Linked DNA regions of Gossypium hirsutum: region 2 is linked to region 1. Evidence: chromatin contacts called from public Hi-C data. All regions are on one chromosome and are shown on one strand. The core of a region is the stretch at or near the end of the contact, and the rest is flanking DNA. Distances in the headings are between cores, read along the strand shown. Region 1 holds the start of LOC107891120 (cysteine-tryptophan domain-containing zinc finger protein 7). Region 2 overlaps LOC107952133 (a long non-coding RNA gene).

Evidence for each region. Hi-C and Micro-C count contacts between places; a contact is called where the count stands out from the background.
Region 2: a contact with region 1 is called in a Hi-C map of leaf, with 2.4 times the contacts expected there. The contact joins the enhancer-like site here to the promoter of LOC107891120 in region 1. A contact is called at or near these places in 3 of 34 Hi-C or Micro-C datasets (leaf and seedling).

What each region holds. Positions count from the first base shown.
Region 1 is chrA08:15,993,855-15,997,827 of Gossypium_hirsutum_v2.1, forward strand. LOC107891120 (cysteine-tryptophan domain-containing zinc finger protein 7) reads left to right here and starts at 1,562. Exons shown (of 14, transcript XM_041075924.1): 1 at 1,562-2,127; 2 at 2,853-2,925; 3 at 3,023-3,153; 4 at 3,289-3,681; 5 at 3,783-3,973. The coding sequence starts at 1,960.
Region 2 is chrA08:16,027,506-16,031,448 of Gossypium_hirsutum_v2.1, forward strand. LOC107952133 (a long non-coding RNA gene) reads right to left here. Exons shown (of 2, transcript XR_001698792.2): 1 at 1-3,943. Among protein-coding and RNA genes, the nearest start is that of LOC107952133, 5.2 kb to the right of the region's middle. Within about 2 kb of position 2,401, at least 9 of the 9 cell types and tissues checked have an H3K27ac peak or open chromatin away from gene starts, as enhancers often do. A contact at or near this core is called in leaf, where this site is marked.

The sequences.
Region 1 (3,973 bases), core at 312-2,811:
TAGAAAGTGATTTTAAACCAATCAGATCGAGAATCGATACGAATCAATTGAACCTATTGAATCATTTAAAAATTGATTGAATCGACAATTGAATTGGTTGAACCAAAATTTTATTTTTTAATAATTTTTTAATCGAATTAATTAAACTGATCAAACCACTGATGAGTTGAACAATTCATCCACCAATCAAATATAGAAAACATTTATGTATCCTTAACAATCATTCCTTATAGTCATTGCACGTGTATATGGAAAATTTCATAGCTTAGGACAAATGTATATGTGGAGATACTTATAAGATTAAAAGAAGTTATACAACCTTCCAACGAATTAAAATGCTGACTCTATCTTAATCCTACAAAATAACTCAAAACTCTTTCTCCTCAACATTTTCTCAAATAAAGCCACCTTTCTAGACTCCATCCCAAATATTTTGGTTAAAATGGAATTTAGTTTTTTTTTTAATTGGGTTTTAGTCTATTTTTAAATTAGGTAATCTAAACTCAAGGTCACTACACTATAAATAAATTTACGTTTTAGTCACTCAATTTTAAAAAGTTGACCACTGAATTATTTGAAAGATCTCGTTTAAGCCACTAGACTATTAAAATCGTTGTTATATGAACTTTATTTGCACCCTTTACATCAATCTATTCACTTTTACAATTTTTTTTCATGAAACAAAATTTGAACATTATGGATTTGCAAATCAAAATCCAAATAACTTTCTTCTCTAGCATCCAACATTGACCATCGGATCAACTTAGATATAAGGTATTTTTTTAACTTGTCGACGGGTATTGATTCATTGTATTGATCATCAAATTATCATTTGGAACTCGCTACTCGCTATTCGGATCTTTTTTTTAAATAAAAACATTTATATGTATTTTAATTTAAAAAAATATTTATTTGAGAAATAAATATTTACTTGAGTGTTAGCTTTTTTATAAAAAGAACTATACTTGAGTTTAGTTTAGCATGGTTTCTCAGAAGAAATTTTAGACCAAAAATATTTTTGAGCAAAGGTTAAAATTTTATACTTTTGCTTTTGGTAAAAAAAATGCTTTTGCAAATTTTTTTTTTCTGGAAAGCATTTTTGAAAAATTAAAAAAGTATATTGTTTAGTAATATTTTTATCTCAAAAGCTATATATTTTTATAAATAAAAGAACAGTTGGCAGAATCATAATGGCCATAAAAAATTTTAATATAATTTAGGAAAATGGACTAAAAACTACCTTTGGGTATTCAAGTATTAAAGTGAGAAAATAGATATACTTCACGGGCTACATCATAAATTAAGCCAAAAAGAATCAGCTAATATTTGTTTACTTTTCGGACACAACGCCGTAATGAAAACGTAAAACATAGAGGGACCAAAAAGGTAAAAAAGGAAAAGAAGAAGTCCAAAATATAATAACGCTCAGATAAAAAGAAAATTTAAAATAATTTTCAGTCCTTTCCTACCCTTCTCCGTTTCAATCACGTGGACTTTTAAAAAAATAAAAAAAAAAACAAAAACAAAAGAAAACAAATAAATAATAAAAAATAAGAATAACCGCGGCTGCTCTGTACACCAAAGCCACACAGAGAGTTCGTCTCTTTCTATTTCCTTGCTAATTGATTCAAGTTAAAGAGATCGCACCGAAATTTTTTTTTTTTTAAAATCCAAAAAAGCTCTTAAAAACAGTAAAAATTTGAGAGATCCTTGTTTTAAAATCGATTTATTTGATTTCGAATTTAAACCATTTAAAAATGTTGGTTTGTTGTTTGGCTTCCTGATCGTGTTTCAGGTCTTGATTGAAATCAGGGTAAATATCCGCTTTTTTCTTTGGTGGGTTTTAGTGGTTGTAGAAAAGGATTAGTATAAGAAACCTGTGGGCTTGGAATTATAGAAAATTAAGTTCGAGAACTTGATATTTGGGCGAGGTTTTCTTTTTTTTTGTTATTTTTTTGAATGATTTCGTTGGGGAGTAACGATGCGAGGAAAGGGATAAAGTTTGCTGGAAGAGAAATGGAAGAGACTGAGCTTGAAGAAGGAGAGGCTTGCTCTTATAGTAACAATAACGATGATTATGATGCCACCACAGACACCGAAAATGATCTATCTTCTCTCTCCTACATAGTAAGAAAATTTGGCTCTTTTTTTCTTTGCTTTCATTTTTGTTTTTAATTAATTTTTAATCATATTGTGTCGACTTTAGTTTTTTTGGTTGGGTTTTAGATCTAAAGTTAAGATTTTTGCTGATCAATTGAAATTCTGTAACTGCAATTTTAAATTGATTTTACTTTTTTTACTTCTGTTGCTTCTAGAAATATTACATATGGATTCATATTTCAGTTTTTATTCTAATTTTACTAGTTATTTTGGTTCATGTGGAGGAATCTTGAGAATTTAGTTTTTAGGAGTTTTATTTAACTTAAGTGAATTGTTTTCTGTCTAGCGATGAAGCCGTTTTGTGTATGGGTGTATTAATGGTTGTAGTGTGTGTCTGTGTGTGCGCGCTTTCTTTTTCCAGTTGTCTGAAATTTGTTGGACATCTGGTTACTTGCGAAGGCATTATTAATGAATTTTGATTACTAGTTAGGTTAGTGAAAACGTTATGGTAGTCTTAACTGTAACTCTGGGAATTTCATAGGTATTAGGAGAGTAAGATTCAAGCACATTAGGTGGCTTCCATGGTTGCTGTGTGTTATTGCTGTTTCTACAGGATTAGTTACTAACTGTTCGTGGACTACTATATGTATGCTGATCTTTCTCAATGTCTTATTTCTGGTCTGGTGCTTATTCTTAGTCTCTTTCCATTTTTTCATTACCCCTTAGTGATATATGACTTCATGTATTTGAAGGATGAGAAAATTCAACATGTTCTTGGACATTTTCAGAAAGATTTTGAAGGTGGAGTTTCTGCAGAGAATCTGGGTAAGTAGAATCATGGTTTGTATGAGGTGAAGAGTCACCGTAAATTGGGGTTCATAATTTCAAATTAATGATTTTGTGATTTTTTCTATCGCCACAGGTGCAAAGTTTGGTGGATATGGGTCATTCTTACCTACTTATACACGTTCTCCGGGTTGGCCTCATCCGAATGGTTCTCCAAAAGTTCAGAGCTGGCATGCACCGAGATCGCCCCCAAAAATGCCATTGGAGGTTGTGTTTTCTCAATTTGTCTCATTTTCCTCGGAAATAGAATTTATTTCATACAAAGAAGGAATCTTTCACAGGATCTTGGTTTATTTGAGAAGTCCAAGTTAAACCGGCTGCTTACTTTGTTTTGTCATGTAGGATGGCCGACATAACTCAGTATGTTCATCAAGTGGTTCTCAGTCTGTGATGCCTGGACTGCCTTCGAATTTTGAAACCCTTCGTAAGACATCAACTGTGAATGATTCAATTAAACAAGAGGTCAACTTAACATCTGCTCATGTTGATGAGCTTGCCTTTAGGTGTGAATTTGCAAGCAAGAAAGCTGCCAGTCTGTCTGACCCGAAAACATTGAAGGTGAGAATCAAAATGGGTTCAGGTGACTTGTCAACACAGAAGAATGCTGCAATCTACAGTGGTCTTGGCCTTGATGTCTCACCATCTTCGTCCTTAGATCAAAGCCCTTCAGAAAGTGAAGGGATGTATCAGGAGTCTCAAGAGCCATTATCTGAATCTCCAACCAGCATTCTTCGGGTAAATCCTCCATTGTTTGTTAATCTTCTTATAAATATATTCTTACATCTAATGTGCAAGTCCGGAACTGATCAGATTTAATCCCTGGATTTTTTGAGTAGCTTATGACTTCCTTCTCTGTACCGGAGGAGGCGCTACTATCTCCTCTTCCCGATCATCTACTTAACTTGATTGTAAAGGAAAAAAAATTGAAAGAGAATAGATCTGATTCTAGAAAGTGTGATGGAATGCTATCAAGACATAAGAAAGCAAAGTCAATGGAGAAAAAGAATTCTCTGGCTGAAAGAACGAG
Region 2 (3,943 bases), core at 1,151-3,650, 34 kb after region 1:
CCTAGGTCTTCAATGGTGATTTCGACAAGTGATAAAAGAAAGATGAAGAAGAAATGTCTAATTCTTTCAATTTGTTTTGTTTAATTTTAATTTAATTACAAAACTGCCCTCCAATATGTTTTAATTAATTAATTTTGTTCCTTTTCAGTCCACTAACCTTTAACAAGGTTAAATTACTTCATTGGCCCTCCCACATTATTAGTTAAGTTATTAAATTATCTACATGCAATAATTATTAAATTTTGCACCTTTTATAAATTAATCTTTTTTTTAATTAGTTATCTAAACGTTAAAATTTATTAACTAAATTTTTATACGACTTTAATGAATTCAAAAATATTCTATAAATAATATTTACAGGCCGACACGATAAAAATTTATAGTCCCGAAACTACGTTGCGTCATCATTGAAAAATGTGCTATTACACGATAAAATAAAAAAATAAGGAAAGATAGAATAAAAAAAAGAGGGCTTAACTTAATAGATTATTGTAGCCTATCTCAAACCCTCAACTCTTAATTTTTGTATTTCATACCCATATATATTCTCAAACCCTCAACTCTTAATTTTTGTATTTCATACCCATATAAATTATTGTAGCCCATCTCAAACCCTCAAGTCTTTATTTTTTTAGGCCAATAATTAGCTTGATAGTAAAAAAAATTAAGGTGGTGCCGCCTCTTTACCACCCACAATATATAATTTCACTCTTCACCACCCACAATATATAATTTCAGTAGATAATGGGGACGACATACCATTTTGATATTTATTTTTTATTTTTGTTTTATCTAGATAAAAAAAAACCCCACAAGGTCATGATTTTTCAAAACTACCTCTGTTAATAAATCAATCAAAATACTTGTGCTACACTAAGGGTTGCTGCTGTCACAACCCAATTATGAGATTTTGGTGTATACATAATAGATTAACGTTTTAATATAAAATTAATTGCATCCATAAAATCATAATCAGTCAAAATTTTCATTATTTACGTTTGCAAAATACACACTTACTTAAATTATATGGTTATAAATATATTTGAAAAGAAAAAAAAATTACTGGTTGAGAATGGAGAAGATGAGAAATTGATCGGTGATCGGAACACTAAAAAAGTCCGCTTTAAGGGCTTGGATTCTATTGTTGAAAATGATATGGTAGTGGACTCGATCCCTGCGCTGGAGATCTCATGGAGGGATAAAGTTTTGGGATGAGGGGCTCTTGTCCCAAGGAGAGACGAGGATTTTGAGTTTCTAGATGAAGAAGTGGTCAAAACGACAGTTGATGGTATTCCTGCTATTAATTTTTCTGAGAGGATCGAACAGTTTCTTTTCAGAGATATGGCGACTACGGTGGTCATTAAACTTCTTGGCCGAAATATTTGATACTCTATTCTACATAATAGAATTCAGTCTTTAGAAGCCTTCTCAACAGATTCACATAATGGATGTGGAGAATGGCTATTTTCTGATTAAATTTCATAGTAGAGAAGATTACGAGAGGGTGCTTACACAGGGACCATGGATTGTCCTTGGTTAGTATCTCACTGTTCAACTGTGGACACCGGAGTTTAACCCTCTTCAAGCTTTCCCTAGCAACACTATGGTTTCGATCAGATTACCGGGTCTTCCAGGGTTTCTTTATAAACGACAAATCTTGGAGGAAATCCGGGGTTTGATTGGGAAGGTCACTAAGCTCAATTTTCAGACCGATAAGGGGCCGAGGGGAAAATTTGATAGAATGGTCATGTGCATCGATTTGAGGAAGCCCTTAGTTTCTTAGGTTCTGGTTAATGGGGCGGTGCAAAGGGTGGAGTTTGAAGCGCTACCATCCGTGTGTTTCTCCTGTGGAAGGTCCGGTCATTCGAAGGACATGTGTGTGGATGTGGGGTTTTCGCAGGACGTAGCCGAGGGTAGGAATATAACGACGGAACGCTTACCGAAGGAAGTCAAAGCAGTGGAGCCGTCGGAGCCGTTCTGACCCTAGATGATTGTTGAGAGGAAGTCACGGAGAAACTCTAGGGGTCGCCAAAATCCTGCAACGAAAATCGCCGTGAGTGGTGGCCGGAATCTGCCTGTATTGAAACGGACAAAACTAGTGAAATAGAAGCAGAATTTTCGGGGATAAGATTTCAAAAAGTAGACTTTCTGAAAGGGATTAATCAGAAGGGTGTTTCTAGGGCAAAGGAAAATATTGGGTTAAATCCCAAAACGACAAATAACTTTAGCGTCTTGGGAAAGCAATTAGTGGATGGGTTGGAACTTTTGAAGGAAGCTGCTGGCCAGGTGGATCGTGGGCTCGTGATGGCAGAATTGGGTATACAAAATAGGTCACTGTTAGACCCAGTAAGCCATATTAAAGCTGCGATGGGAAATAACGATAACATTAAGGGTGATGGGCCTGTTTTAACGGATCAAGAAATTAGGGGCTTGGAACTATCTTTTAATTCGGACAGTGTCGATACAGTGCATGGAGTCTTCCAAATAACAACGCATCTTCGACTGATTTTAATTAAAGGAAGGTTAATTCCATTCGGGCATTACTGCTCAAATTAATCCTATTTTTGAGGGTCCTGTGGAATCAGTAGTAGAAATTAATAAGGAACTACTTGATTCTAGTAACCACTCTGCGATTACTTTTAAGGAAAAAAATAGACTAAATATTGCTAAATATACTGAAGCTGGTATTTCGGTTGGAAGAGAGGAATACCGATTTCGAAAGTGAGGGGTTCAGGAACTAATAGGGGTAATGTTCGAAATAATGGTGCTATTAGTAAGATAATTCGTGAACGCGGGGGACATTTTAAAAATTTTGGGAGTGCAAGGGTTCCACTATCAGACTCTATGAATTCGATGGCCAAACTCCTCAACTCGCAAATTAACAGGGCTGAGATGGGGAACTTGAACATTTATGGGAAACGCAGGGAAGACACATGCTAGTCATGAGCTACAGTACGTTACTCTCCCTTTATTTTTACTTTTTTCTTTAATGAATTTGTTTATTTTTGCATGGAACTGTCAAGCTAGTAGAAAGTTTTCGAGGATTTTTCCCGAATACCATCGGGAATATAAGCCAAATATTGTTGGCCTTTTAGAAACTAGAGTGAGTGATGACAAAGCTAATTTGATTATTTTGTTTTAGTGCTCTCATCGAGTGGAAGCCATTGGCTTTTATGAAGGAATTTGGGTTGGGTGGAAGGACTCGTTACAGGTTGATATTATTTGGAGTCATCCCCAATTTGTTGCGATTCGGGTTTATGAACGTATTTTCCAACACCCGATTTTTGTTGCCTTTGTATATGGTAGTCCTAACAGTCGCAAGCGTAGGTGGCTTTAGGATGCTTTGAAGATGAATATCCCTTGCTTTGATACCCCTTGGGTGGCTATAGGAGATTTTAATATGATTTTAGCCTCTAATGAGAAAATAGGGGGATAAGTCAATGGTAAAATATGTCCATTTTTTGGAGATTTTATGGATTCTTTTGGGGTTAATGACTTGGGTTTCAGAGGTGCTCCTTTAACGTGGCAGAGGGGTGGAGTTTCGAAACGTCTTGACAGGGCTATTGGGAATAAGGCTTGGTTGACATCATTTCCAAATTTTACCGTGACTTATTTTCCTAGAATCAAGTCTGATCACATGCCTATTTTTTTGTCTCTTAGGTTTAAGCTTCATTCATCTAGGGGCCATCCTTTTCATTTTCTGGCAGGATTGGTTAAGCATGCAGAGTTTTCTAATTTCGTTAAGAATAATTGGAATTTTGTTGGTTCCATGTTTAGCTAGATTTCTAATCTCACTTACCAGCTTAAGGATTGGAATAAGAGGGTGTACGACCATATTAGAACATGCAAAAAATTGCTTCAGAAACTCGACATAATGTAGAGGGCTATGGATTGTTCTCAGTTTGATCATTTATTTTAGTCGGAATGGGAAACTAGTGAGGAA